Linked DNA regions of Sus scrofa: regions 1 and 3 are each linked to region 2. A link is a contact called in public Hi-C data. All regions are on one chromosome and are shown on one strand. Each heading gives the region's core, a stretch centred on a gene start, on an enhancer-like site or on the middle of the called end of the contact. The rest is flanking DNA. Distances are from core to core; before and after follow the strand shown.

What was found. Hi-C and Micro-C count contacts between places; a contact is called where the count stands out from the background.
Region 1: a contact with region 2 is called in a Hi-C map of alveolar macrophages, with 1.9 times the contacts expected there. The contact joins the promoter of ECT2 here to the promoter of TNFSF10 in region 2. A contact is called at or near these places in 2 of 47 Hi-C or Micro-C datasets (alveolar macrophages and subcutaneous adipose tissue).
Region 3: a Hi-C map of mesenteric adipose tissue shows a contact between it and region 2, with 1.8 times the contacts expected there. The contact joins the promoter of NCEH1 here to the promoter of TNFSF10 in region 2. A contact is called at or near these places in 2 of 47 Hi-C or Micro-C datasets (heart right ventricle and mesenteric adipose tissue) and 1 of 2 datasets of contacts at active chromatin or transcription factors (alveolar macrophages).

What each region holds. Positions count from the first base shown.
Region 1 is chr13:111,246,893-111,251,533 of Sscrofa11.1, forward strand. It overlaps ECT2 (protein ECT2), which reads left to right and starts at 1,323. Exons shown (of 26, transcript XM_021069804.1): 1 at 1,323-1,472.
Region 2 is chr13:111,036,638-111,041,283 of Sscrofa11.1, forward strand. TNFSF10 (tumor necrosis factor (ligand) superfamily, member 10) reads right to left here and starts at 1,615. Exons shown (of 5, transcript NM_001024696.1): 1 at 1,461-1,615. The coding sequence starts at 1,592.
Region 3 is chr13:111,205,021-111,209,287 of Sscrofa11.1, forward strand. It overlaps NCEH1 (neutral cholesterol ester hydrolase 1), which reads right to left and starts at 2,265. Exons shown (of 5, transcript NM_001243484.1): 1 at 2,006-2,265. The coding sequence starts at 2,143.

The DNA of each region.
Region 1 (4,641 bases), core at 73-2,572, 210 kb after region 2:
GCACAGGTTGCTTTCTTCACTAGCTTAATACATTTTCAGTGATGAGGCTTTTTGGAATGCTGGGGCACACCCTAGTTGAAGTATGCAAGCACATTCCAAAGTGAAATTTCAATTACTGGTTTTCTTTTCTTTTGCCCTAACAGTTATCATGACATTAAATGAGGGGCAGACTGTAAGTATTCTTCAATTATAAAGGGAAACAAATAATTACCAGACTGTTTCTTTCATTTTGTGGAATGTGTTATAAACTTCTTAGGCTTTCTAAGTGACCTGACAAAATTAGGAAAAATTCTAAATCCTGACGACCCTTTCAGTTGTGCAGAAGTGTTACATTCCAAAATACACGTTTTCCTCCTCTTATGAAAATTTAAGCTTCCAGCAATAGATTGTCCTTTCTTCCTTTATTTAAACCAAGGATTAGGTAGGGACTATGCAAAACTGATCTTTGGGAAGCAAATTTTTAAGAGGTTGTATTACAGGGCATTATATTTAGAAATGAAGAAAATAAAATATTTTCATTATAGCAATAGTAATTACTGGAAAAACAAATTCTTGGCTAGACCTCAGAGGAAAGGAGCAAATCTCAGGGTGTGTGTGTAGGGGGAGGGGGGCAACTGGAAGCAATTTACTTTAACTCCAGGAGATTCTAGAATCTCGTAATATATTTTTACAACTGTTCAAGTGCAAGAAGGGAGAGAGGGAGGGAGGAAGGGAGAGAGGGAGGGAGGAAGTCCTGGAAACACTAAGAATTTATTTTTCTAATCACCGGTGAAATTCCTTAATCCAGACACACTTGCTTTGCATAAATCAGGATTTAAATAAGCGGCTGCTGATTTGAAGTCCACCTGGAGTGCCGGCGAGTTCCCTTGTCCTCAGCCCTGCCAGGCCAACACAGTAACCAAACCCCAAACTCCACAACCAAACTAAAAATTTAAAGCAAAAAGTTTACAAGCAGAAAACTCTTAAAGAGCTCACAAGAAGCAATGGGGGAAAATTCATCTATCAAGGCACTGATTAAGTTTAAAGGATTTGGTGAAAAAGTTTTTTTTGAGGAACTTAAACCTTCCTTACGAAATAGGATGTTTACTGAAAAAACAAGCGGTAGCCATAGACACACCTGCTACTCCCACAGAAGCCCAGTAGCCACTACCGCCATCTTCTGGTCACATCCGGGCACTTCTTTACCCATTCCCGACGTTCCGACGTCGGAGCCGTTGGGTTTATTTGAAACACACGCACAACCAATCAGTCGGCGCTTGCGGGGAGGTGGGCGGAGAACAGCGGCCAATCACCTCCCCCTAGAGGCTCCAGCCTATGGGAGGGAGGTTGACATCACGCGCCAATCGGCATGGCTTTTGGAGAGAGCGGTTTGCTTTTTTGAATTGGCAGTGGCCGCCGGCGAGGAATGGCGGTAACGGTGAGAAGGCTTGGTGTTTGAAGTGGTGGAACTTTCAGGGCGTCTTTAGAGCGTGGTGAGGGCTCTGTAGGTGTGGGAGGCGGAGGTGGGAATGGGTTGGCGATCCCGGAGCAGCGGGCCGCTCAGTTCGTGTCCCAGGGCCCCGCCCCGGTGACCGCGAATTCCGGAGCTCCCAGCCCAGGTTTCTCGGCTTTGGGAAACTTTCGGCCGGGTTGCCAACAGCGGGGGCCGGGAGGAGGAGTGGGAGCCCGAAGTCCACCTGGCTGCTAAGCTTCACCGGTCACCGAATTGGATGCTTTCTGTTAAAGAGGTTCTAGGCGAAGGGGGCAGCTGTTGGGAGGAGGGTCTTGGAGAGCCGCACTGGCCGCTGTGGTTCTAGGGGCCGGCAGCTGCGGCCTTTGGGAGCTTATCTCAGATTACTTAGTGGTTTCCCTTTTGGATTCTTCTCCGGCGTCTTCTCTGTGGGAAGTTTAGTTTCTAGTATTTCTGTAAAACGCCCGCCCATTTGGCGCCCCACGCTGGGTACAGATAAGTATGGTTTAGTGGTTCAAAAAGTGCAGCCTCGGGACTCAGCCGGGATTTGAATCCTTGTTTTGCTACTAACAGTTTGACCTGGGGGGTGTTGGTCTCTCTGCTTTAGGTTTCTTGATCTAAAAAATGGATATGGTAATAGAACCTGCCTCTTAGAATTGTCGCAAAGATTAAACGCAAGTTAGATGTTTAAGGACACTGTCTTAAGATTTAGAACAATGCCGCATATTAAGTTACTTGTTAATCAAGTGTCATATATGTTAGCAATCACGTTATTGTCAGTAACACCACCAATAAAACCAGTAGGGCATTTAGCTCCTCCACCCTGACAGATGATTGCCTAAAAAAAAAAAGTAAAAGAAAACAAAGTGAATATTTAAATGACAGCTTTTATCTTCGTGATGAAAAGAGGCATGTGTTGTAGTATGTATTTATCAGAAGCTCCTTGAGTATGTGCTCAGTTGAGAAATAATCTGTATGAGTTTATAAACACTAATTCTTTTGTGTTTATTTAAAAACTTACAGAATACATGAATGTGAAAATGCCATTAGTGTATTTCAGTCTGTAATCAGACTGTTGGTTGTTGTGTCATCAGTTTACTATACAGCTCTTTCTAAATTTTAAAGCTGTTTTGGCAATAAATTGGTCATGTACAGTTATCATCACAGACAATTTCAAATTTTTTTTTTTCTCTTTATGGCCACTCCTGTGGCATATGGAGCTTCCCAGGCTAGGGGTGGAATCAGAGTTGTAGTTGCTGGCCTACACCATAGCCATAGCAACACAGGATCCCAGTAGGTCTGTGACCTACACCGGCAGCGCTGGATCCTTAACCAACAGAGCAAGGCCAGTAATGGACCCTGTGTCCTCGTGGATACTAGTCAGATTTGTTTCCGCTGAGCCAGGACGGGCTCAACAATTTTAATTTATAACCGCCCACCTGTTAAACAGAGAAGCATAGGTGAAAAATATAAACTCAGGGTGTTTTTGATTTATTAAGGTCTCCCTCCTCCATTCCTTAAAGCAGGCTAATTCTTTTCTTTCTTTCTTTCTTTTTTTTTTTTTTCTTTTTAGGGCTGTGCTTGCTGCATACAGCATATGGAAGTTCTCTGGCTAAGGATAGAAACCTGCTGGCCTACTCCACAGCCATAGCAATGCCAGATCCAAGCCTTGTCTGTGATCTACGCCACAGCTCAAGGTAGTGCTGGATCCTTTAACCCACTGAGCGAGGCCAGGGATGGATGCTAGTTGGGTTCGTTACCACTGAGCCACAGGGGAACTCCGGCTAGTTCATTTCATTTTCTTTTTAACATTCTTTTGGGGGAATTTTAAATGAAAGCCTATTTAAAGCCTTTCTTTTTCATTGGAAACATTTAAGTGTAAGAGAGTTAACAAAAAAAATAAGGGCTGTAAAGAATTTATCATTGATTCTAAGTAAAGACTCTTGTTAACAACTATTGGTGCACTCCTTTGGAGAGCCTTAGAGTAATGATAGACATGGATGTACAGTAAGACAATAAATGATGTCCACACTTACAATAGTATATGAGAATGATAATTGTCACTCATTTAAAAACATCTAGGGAGTTCCTCTTGTGACTCAGTGGTAACGAACCCGACTAGTATCTATGAGAATGCGGGTTCCATCCCTGGCCTCGCTTAGTGGGTTAAAGATCTGCCTTTGCTGTTAGCTGTGGTGTAGGTCACAGATGGAGCTTGGATATGGCATTGCTGTGGCATAGGCCAGTAGCTGCAGCTCCTATTCAACCCCTAGCCTGCTAACTAACTATGTTGCAGGTGTGGCCCTAACAATAAAAATAAAATAAAATGAAAACATCATCTCTTCAGTGTTTATCAGATTTGTATTTGAGTTATTCTGTTATCTCTCTTACTGAATGTAGCAACTAAGGCTCTGAGGCTTAACCTACTAATTGCAGAGTTGAGACAGGTAGCTGAGTTTCTTGACTTTGAAGTGTGTACCCAATTAGGCTTAGGTCTATTATTAGTGTGTACGTCTTCACACTATTTGGTATCACCATACAGGAATGAGGCTAAGATACCTTAAACTATTAGTTTGATAAAAATCGGGTGAAAGTTATTTGTATATTTTATTAATCTAAAAAGGTAGGAAAATGTAAATTAGATCAGGCATGTACCTCTAGGTAAGATGGGTCCTCCTCAAATATTTGCCTGATATTCTGGAACTTTACTTCAAGATAATAAAAACACATAAAAACACCTGTTTGAATAGATGAAAAAAAGATTTTCTTTCATAGTGCAGAGTCATATTGACACTTGTCATTTGTCTCATGAAATCTTTTAGAGGAGAAACATTTGTTAAGTAATATGAAAATACATATACAGGAGCAGTCCAGTTATACATGGGCGATTTAGAGACATCCACAGAGGATAAGTGGAGTGGGGGGTCAGGAATTGGAAGACAAGATAGGTGGAAAATTGAGCACTGTTAAATGTAAGGTGTGGAGTAAATTGTGACTTGTGTTTGAAAAATGCTGGGAAATGTATTGTGTCTGGAGCACACAGTATATGTTGACTGGGGGAATTATAGGAGATAAGGATGAAGAGGTAGGCTAGGACTAGAGTGTAAACAGGATGGTGAATTTGAATTTGTATAGGGAACAGTGCTCATGGAAGTTATAATCAAGGAAGTAATATGGTCACATTGTTTTTA
Region 2 (4,646 bases), core at 365-2,864:
GGGTTCCTCCTAGATATTTTTCCACTTATATATTGATTTCTGAACAGTACAGAGCCCCAGCCACTCTGCACCCCATTTCCACATGTTTCATATTTGACGGTTTCCTCTCCAGATCTTAGCCAACATGGGTGACTGACACACAGGTGAGGGGCACTATGGTTATTCCAAGAATGACTAATGATGGTTAATATGCTGTGTCTCTCTCCCACTTTCCTTTCCACATCCTTTCACACTTTGAAGTAGAATTTCCTCCAGCACATCTCAGGCTGGGGCTGTTCTCTTGCTAACCACATCTGGCCGTTGAGGGCGGGTGCTATTTTTACTTGCATACCTCTAGAAGCAGAGACAGCTATTGCACTGCTCTTCTGTTCTAGAGGCCCTTAGTTCTGAGAAGCGGATTCCACTCAACTGCCCTTGGCGCCATCACAGACACTGTGGTTGTCTACGCTAGGACCAGCCAGTTCTTGGCAGGGCTTGAGCTCAGTGAAGGACCCCTTTGCTGGCTGGCTCAGAGACTTCAAGGTGTGCAGCATTGACCCTTTTTGCTGCCCAGACATTAGTTAATGGCAATCATTTTCTGCAAATCGTGAGTAGCATAGAGGATCATTTGTGGAAATTGGTGCTATATTCAGTAACTTGCTGTCATGGGGAGAGCATCAACTATCTGTCAGAAGACCTGAGTCTAGCTTGCTTCCTTCCCAAGTTCTGCCTGAGCTTGCCTAAATCATTTCTCTAGCAGTTCCTAGTCTCATCTATAAAATGGAGTTGTCCAAAGTTCCTTTTAGCTCAAAGTTCCCCACAACATACAATTTGTTAAGATATACACAAAATGCCAAAAACTGAGTTGGCTGAGTCAGTAATTTTGTATTCAAAATCCACTGGAATTAACCACATCTGAAACACGGCCATTAAATATAAGTGATTTATAACTCTACCCTACTCCCTATGTACTTGCAGGATCCCCAAGTTTGTGAAGGTGGGTTATTCATTCAACAAGTGTTTAATGAACACCTGCTATACGGGATCTATGTGCTAGTGCCTAGAAGTATCACAGTAAGCAAAAGCAGACACTGCCCTGTTGTGACACAGCTCCCCTCACCCAAGAATTTGCATCAACTGTAAAGCATTAAGCAGAAAGCACTCAATGAGTGGTAGCAGTTGCTAATATTATAACATACACATACAGGTACTGTTGAAGACAAAAAAGCTACCCAGGAGGTTAGTTGCCAACATCTGCTAGTAACTGGTGGAGCCGTCTGTAACTGCCTTCCGTCCACACAATCACTTCAACTCATGTTTGCAAAGTCCTCAGAAATGATATGCATTAGCAGTTAGAGTCCCTGGCAGAGAAAGGAAGCATTCTCTTCCCTTGTAAAATCTTCACAGAGCAGCCAACAGAGAGGCAGTAATCCAGAGGGTGGCTGAGAGCCTCTGTCAGGGAACGTGTACATGGTACCGACCTGTTTCAGTTCATTGGTGAAGTACACGTAAGTCAAGGCCACACAGAGGGCTTGCAGGAGCACTGTGAAGATCAGGATCAACACACAGGTCTGCCCGGGGCTGGGGCCTCCTGGAGTCTGCATCACCGCCATGGTCCAGGCAGGGTCTGACTGCTGCAGAGGCAGGCAGGCAGCAGGTTTGGTTAGAGCGACTTGAAGTGGGTGGAGTTTGGAGTCCTTTCGTATTTGTTTACTGGTAAAGAAGAAAACGAAACTGAAAGTTATGAAGACTCTTTGCTGTACAGCAGATATTAGCACAACACTGTAAATCAACTACTATAAAACATTTAAAAAAGAGAAGGTTACGAAGATAAACAGGGAGAACACATGCATGAGGATGAAATCGAGACTGGAAACATTCAACTGCGAGCCCAGGAACTCCAAACCACTACAAGCTGGTTCCAAAGCACAAAGTGGCAAAGGAATGCCACTACAGATTTCAGGGGTGCATGGCCCTTCTGACTCCTTGGTTTTGGACATGTGGGCTTCAGAACTATAAGACCACACATTTCTGTTTGTGCTACTTCTTTGTGGCAGCTCTAGGAAATGCCTATAGCTCCCCCCGGATTAAAAGAGTAAAAAAAGACATTAAAAGAGTAAAAAAAGACTAAGTGTTACAATCACAACTACAACCCATGACTCAATCAAAACAAGATTTTGGCCTTTCTTTGTAGTGATCACTGTCAATAAAGTCACCAGTTCATCTGAATTGAGTCCACGAGTCCATGTTTCTACAAACTAGCCCATTCATTCACTATCTAGGCTAGAGGGCTATCTAGGTCACAAGATTTTATAAGTGTGTATCTTTCCATCATTTTCTACCTACACAAAGAGTCTTCTATTCCTCTATTTTTTTTTTTTTTACATATTATTCTTTTGGCTGTACACACAGCATATGGAAGTTCCAGGGCTAGGGATCAAATCCCAGCCACAGCTGCAACCTACACTGCAGCTGTGCCAGTGCAAGATTCTTAAACCAATGTGCCATGGTGGGAATTCCTGCATCTTACTTATTTTGACTAGATAGTTGTTGGGCTGCAAGCCTTGCAGCTGCCTGTCCTTAAGACCAAATGAAGAGACCAGAGACAGTGACAGAAACATCATGGTTTATTGGACAAGGGACGCTCACACGTCTGAAGGTCCTGGATTGACATCCCACTGTGTATAACCTATAGAAGGCAGGACATGGCAGCAGACTTTGCTACTTGGGGCAGAAGAGGGCTACCATTTATAGGGGGAATTGACATCAGTTTGGGTCATCAGTTACCAGGGAAACCAGGGACTGGGGCAGGGAGCAAGTAGGTAGGCAATATTAATTAAGCCTTATAATTAAGAGGATTGGATAGTAATATGAGTGAAGCAGGGCCTGGTCGAGCAGGTGGACAGAGAGCAAGAGAACAGCCATCTTGCATGGCCTGACCATATGCTCCCCTTACATACCCTGCATGGCCCTTGCAATCTTGGTCCACCCCTCTTCTGCAATATCCCTAGGGTCAGGTATGTAGTGGTGCACTGCAACCAAATACCACAAATGCAACACAGACAACAGCAGCTAAAGAGTATCAAGAATAAGCAAGGTATGTATTGAGTCGATTTTTCATGGAAGTACAAAGGAGGAGGACAAGAGCACCTCACGGCTGACCCAGCAGTCAAACTCATTTCTCAGTGAGGTCACTGTTGTTGTCTAGTCCAGACTCCTTCCCCTCAGACTAGGGAAAAAAATGTTTAACAGGCAAAATTCAGGGAAGGTCATAACCATTAAACAAAACACAAGCAGTAACAGCACCCCTGCCTGTGGTTTTTGTCCTGGCCTGCTGGACCAACCCACCTGTCCACCCTCAGTCCACATAGCTGGCACCAAATACTGGAGAAGAGAACATGGAGTTAATATAATGGTGCCTTTCCTAGTAGGGGCCCCAGTTAATTACCTTAGTAGTCTCAGGTCTGCATGTGGCAGACCCTAGTGGGTAAAAGCCTGTGGTCACATCAGACAGATCTAGGTTTCCAGCTCCTCTCCTGGAAGTGTGCAACTTATGCTTTCCTCATCAGCAATATCAGGCTTATTTTTTTTTAATTAAGACATAATTGACATATAACACATTATCTTTTAGGTATATAACATGATTCAATATTTGTACACATTGCAAAATGATCACCACAGTAAGTCTACTTATCATCCATACCACACATAGTTAGAGAACATTTAAGATCTACACTCTTAGCAACTTTCAAATACACAACACATCATTGCTCAGTATAATCACCATGCTGTACATTACATCACAAGGACCTATTTATCCTATAACTAGAAGTTGTTAATTTTGGCCACTTTTACTCATTTCATACCCTTCTTCCCTACTCCTGGCCTCTGGTAACCACCAATCTGTTCTCTGTACCTATAAGTTTGGGGAGGTTTTTTTGGTTCACATATAAGTGAGATCACATAGTATTTGTCATTCTCTGTCTTATTTATTATGATAACCATCCATGTTGCTACAAATGGCATTATTTCATTCTTTTTATGGTTGAGTAGTATTCCATTGTATAAATACACCACGTTTTTTTTTATTCATTCATCTGCTGATGAACACTTAAGTTGTTTCCATGTCTTGGCTATTGTAAATAAAGCTGCAATAAACATAGGTGTGCAGATTCATTTCAATGTAGTGACTTTGTTTCCTTTGGATAAATAACCAGAACTAGAATTGCTGGACCATACGTAATTCTATTTTTAATTTTTTGAGAAAATTTTATACTTTTTTTTATTGTAGCTGTACCAATTTAAAGGTCCACCAACAGTGCACAAGGATTCCCATTTCTCCATATCCTCACCAACATATGTTATCTCTTGTTTTTTTGATAATCTTCATTCTAACAGGTGTGAGGTAATATCTCATTGTGGTTTTGATTTGCATTTCCCTGATGATTAGTGATGTTGAGTATCTTTTTATGTGCTTGTTGGACATTTATATGTCTTCTTTAGAAAAACGTCTAATTTTGTCCTTTGCAGATTTTTTCAATTAGACTGCTTTTTTGTTTTTTTCTATTGAGCTGTATGAGTCTTTACACATTTTGGATATTAACCCCTTATTAGATATATGATTTGCAAATATTTTCTCCCATTCCTTAGGTTGCCTTTTCATTTTT
Region 3 (4,267 bases), core at 1,015-3,514, 170 kb after region 2:
GCCAGCTGAAGGCACATTCTGCAGAGGGCCATCCAGTCCAAAGACCTGCTTCACTGGGGAAGAAAGCCTTTTTTTCCAAACCTGGCTTTTCCCAAATTATGATAGGGATTTCTTCGGTGACCATAAAAGTAAGAATAATCTTTGTGGCCACATGGTAGTTTGATTCTTTTTCTTTTTCTTTTTTTTCTTATTCTTATTAGTCATTATTCTTTTTATTGTAGAAGGCCAAAGACTCCCAGATAGATATAACTGTACCCCAGAATCTTTAAAGGGTGTTACTGACCAGTTACATAATTTCTGGAAGAAGAGAGTAATTGTAGGGCTTCCTGCATGAAGATCGCTTTCCTTGGAATCACTGCCAGAGAAGAGGATGGTCATTCCTCCACCATGTTAACATCATAGTAAGAAGGAGGAAAGGAAGAGGCTCTAGAGCCTCATAGACCCTTCCTAAGAGACAAGAGGGGACTTGGAAGTGGAAAATGTGGCTGGATTCAAGAAAAGCAAAGTCCTCCTAGGAATGTGCTATGATATCCTAGTTAAGGGGCTCTTTGATTGGTCAAGGCCTCAGAGACTATATAATCCTACAATTAGAATAATTGTGGAAAAAGAAAATTAACCCTCTAAGAAAATCATGTTTTTTTTTTCTCCTTCTCTAGTTGTCATTCTTTTCTTTTCCTTTTTTTTTTTTTTTTGGCTTTTTACCTTTTCTAGGGCCGAACCCGCAGCATATGGAGGTTCCCAGGATAGGGGTCCAATCAGAGCTGTAGCTGCCGGCCTACGCCACAGCCACAGCAAAGCAGGATTTGAGCTGCATCTGTGACCTACACCACAGCTCATGGCAACGCCAGATCCTTAATCCACTGAGCAAGGCCAGGGATCAACCCACAACCTCATGGTTCCTAATCAGATTCATTAACCACTGAGCCACAAAGAGAACTCCTCTAGTTGTCATTCTTGAAAGGAGTTTACAAAAATAATCTAAGACCAAAGCCCAAGGTTGGGGGAAGGGAGGAGACTTGGTTTTGGAGGAGGGTTAAAAGTTTAGATAGAGTAGGCTGCTCAGAAATACTGTTCAATTATAGGGCTAAGCCTTGACTACAGATTGTAGTTTAGAGTTTGGATTTCTGGCACTAACAATGTCTCTGACATAGAATAAACCAGAAAGTTACATTTTCCTGTCTATGGAGTTAAAGAAATACACACCCATGATATAGTAGAGAGAAATGTGATCATGCCAGGGTAAGCCAAGGTATCCTGGCTCAGGCAAAGGTTATTTCCTCTACAGTCAAGGACATAAACTAAACGTTTCAGGGTAGGCAGAAAACAAATGCATTATGCAAACACCTGCTGCTACCACCTCCACAAATCTGGCCTCCAGCCAGCCAGCCAGGCCTCTTAGCCTCCTTTCCTGGGCTGGGCTTATGAGTGCCACGCATGAAATGCTAGATCTGTGTTGTTCCCCAAGTGTTTGGAGGAGCCTTGCCTGCTGCCCCTGGTAATGGAGGGCTCCATTGCCAGGATGCTGGGAGATCGCCCTTGCCCAAGTCGGCTTTTAAGGTGGCCGCATTCCCAGTAACCAGTGACTGTTTTTCCCAGAACCTTCCTAATAAAACACTTAACTCACTGTCCGCCGCCCCCTACGGGTGAACAGAAATGGGGAAGGGGTGGTTTATAAAATGCTGTAAAACTGGTTTTTGGCGCTGCAAACCCAGAAAGAATGGAGACATTTAGAAAAGACGAAGTATTAAACAGGAGTCAAATTCTATTCCAGAACTTCACCTTGTCCGTTCCCAACACAGACGAAGAGACACAGATCCAGCCCGCTGCTAGCAAGGAGGGGAATGCGACACCCTGAAAATGCCGGCCTGAACCACCTTAAAAAGCAACTGCCTCATCGCGTTAGAAAAATACAAATTCTCGTGGGACAAAGTCTGGAAATTCTGTTTCCCCCTTTAAATACTGCTTAAGAGGAGGGAGAGAGAATCAGCGATGTGCTGCGTCTCACCACTTGCTGTGCGCTCCGGAAAGCGGCGTCCAGCAGCCTCAGCTTCCAGGGATCGGACACGGAGCTAGGCAGGGGGATATAGACGTAATAGGCGGCCAGCGCCACCAGGGCGGTAAGCAGGACACAAGACGACTTCATCCTCTACCGGCTTGGCTATCCCGCCCGGCTGACAAGGAGAAAAGGGCAATCCACCCAAGGGCCTGAGGCAAGTTTTTCTAAAGGCCTGCAGCTCATTCACTGGTTTCTTATTTGCCCAGAAGCCTATCAGAGGCGGCGTCGGGAGGAAGTCAGAGAGCTGACGCGCCCCCTCTACGCAAAGAGGTGTCCTTGCAAAGTATTGTAGAGGATGCAGGTTTGAGAAAGCTCTGGGGCTGTGCTGGGTGTAGCACAGCGGACTCTGGAGGACATAGGCCGGTACTGCACGCCTGTGACCAAGGATTTCTTCCTGAAGATTCCCAAAGGGAAACATGCCCAGAATAGTTTCGGTGTGATGAGTTTATGTCTGTCCAAAGCACGCAGGCCATTCTGACTCAAAATGGAGTCTGATATGAGAAAGATAATAAAAATTCACTGTCTTCTACAAACATTTTCAAGGGAATGTAAACTCTAGCTGATTTGTGGGGGAAAATAATATAATAAATTTGTATAGCTCAAGCTATAAGCCACTTGTACAACTAGCACCCAAATCCTGGTTTCCAGATCTTATTCTCTAATAGAAGGAATCACGACTCTTGGCCAGAGAAAAGGCTGATTACAGGGCTGGGACAGGGAAAGTATAGGATGAATATGTTGTTCTGGAAGAGAAGGTGCTAAAAAAAGATGGGAACTAGTCAAATGGACACTTGCGGCATCTTGAAGGATCTCCCAATGGCTAAAGCTGGGGCAATTTTTATCATCAAAATAAATAATAATAGATTATAATAAGTGAATACAATAAATATTCAGGAGTCTACACTAATATAAATAAATGGGGAAATAACATGTGAAAAAATTCTTTCAGTGGGTCCATGGAAGCAAAAAAGAATTTGAATCCAGATTTCCTATTAAAGATAGGGGAGAAGGGTGGATATAGAATGTGAGAGAACTTCATGAGCAGAATTACAAGTAAGGATCCAGAAGGAAAAAACTGGAGAACAGTTTTAAGGAGGTGGTTAGAGAATAACTCCAAACTTACTGATCAAGGCCTTAAAACACTTGGTACCTATAATTTTGCACTGTGATATAGTAATTTAAATTTAAATTCAAATCAGTGAAATAATTTGGGACTGAAGAAATTATTGGGAGAAAGTTGGTTTACCATTCAAAGTTTGGAAGAAAACATTAATTTTATTTTATTTATTTATTTATTGTCTTTCTTCCATTTCTTGGGCCGCTCCTGCGGCACATGGAGGTTCCCAGGCTAGGGGTCGAATCGGAGCTGTAGCCACCGGCCTACACCAGAGCCACAGCAACATGCGATCTGAGTCACGTCTGCAACCTACACCACAGCTCACAGCAATGCCAGATCCCTAACCCACTGAGCAAGGGCAGGGATCGACCCCGCAACCTCATGGTTCCCAGTCAGATTTGTTAACCACTGAGCCACGATGGGAACTCCAGAAAACATTAATTTTATTTTGTCTTTTGAGGCCACACCATAGCATATGGAAGTTCCCAGATTAGGAGTCAAATCGGAGCTGTACCCTCTGGCTTACACCACAGCCACAGCAACACCGCCTCTGTGACCTACATCACAGCTCACGGCAACTCTGGATCCTTAATCCTCAAGGCCAGGGATAGAATCTATTATCCTCATGGATCCTAGTCAGTTTTGTTTTCGCTGAGCCACGATAGGAACTCCCAGGAAGAAAACATTTACATGAAGGGTATACTTCAATGATGTTTCAAGCATTCAATTTGAGATCATAATTTTATATCTCTTTTTTTTTATAACTAGCTAAGCATATAACTCTAAAGAGAAAGAGACGTATATGTTTGTGAGTGAATGTATGTGGTTAGAATTGGAAGCTAACCTCTACAGGTGACTATAGACAATCTCAGAGCTATCAACCAAGCTGACACCTGGATTGATTAATACAATTTGCTTTCAGGTAATCTGTAAAATAATTCAAGGTTTTACTTTGTAGACTTTAATATTTTTATCCTGAATTTTTATTGTATTCATAAAATCATTGATCTTAAAGCTGATGGCAAAACAAACAACAAAAAAACCCCCAACACCTGACCTATCCTTATATCTTTAGCCAGTAATAACAAGCTCAG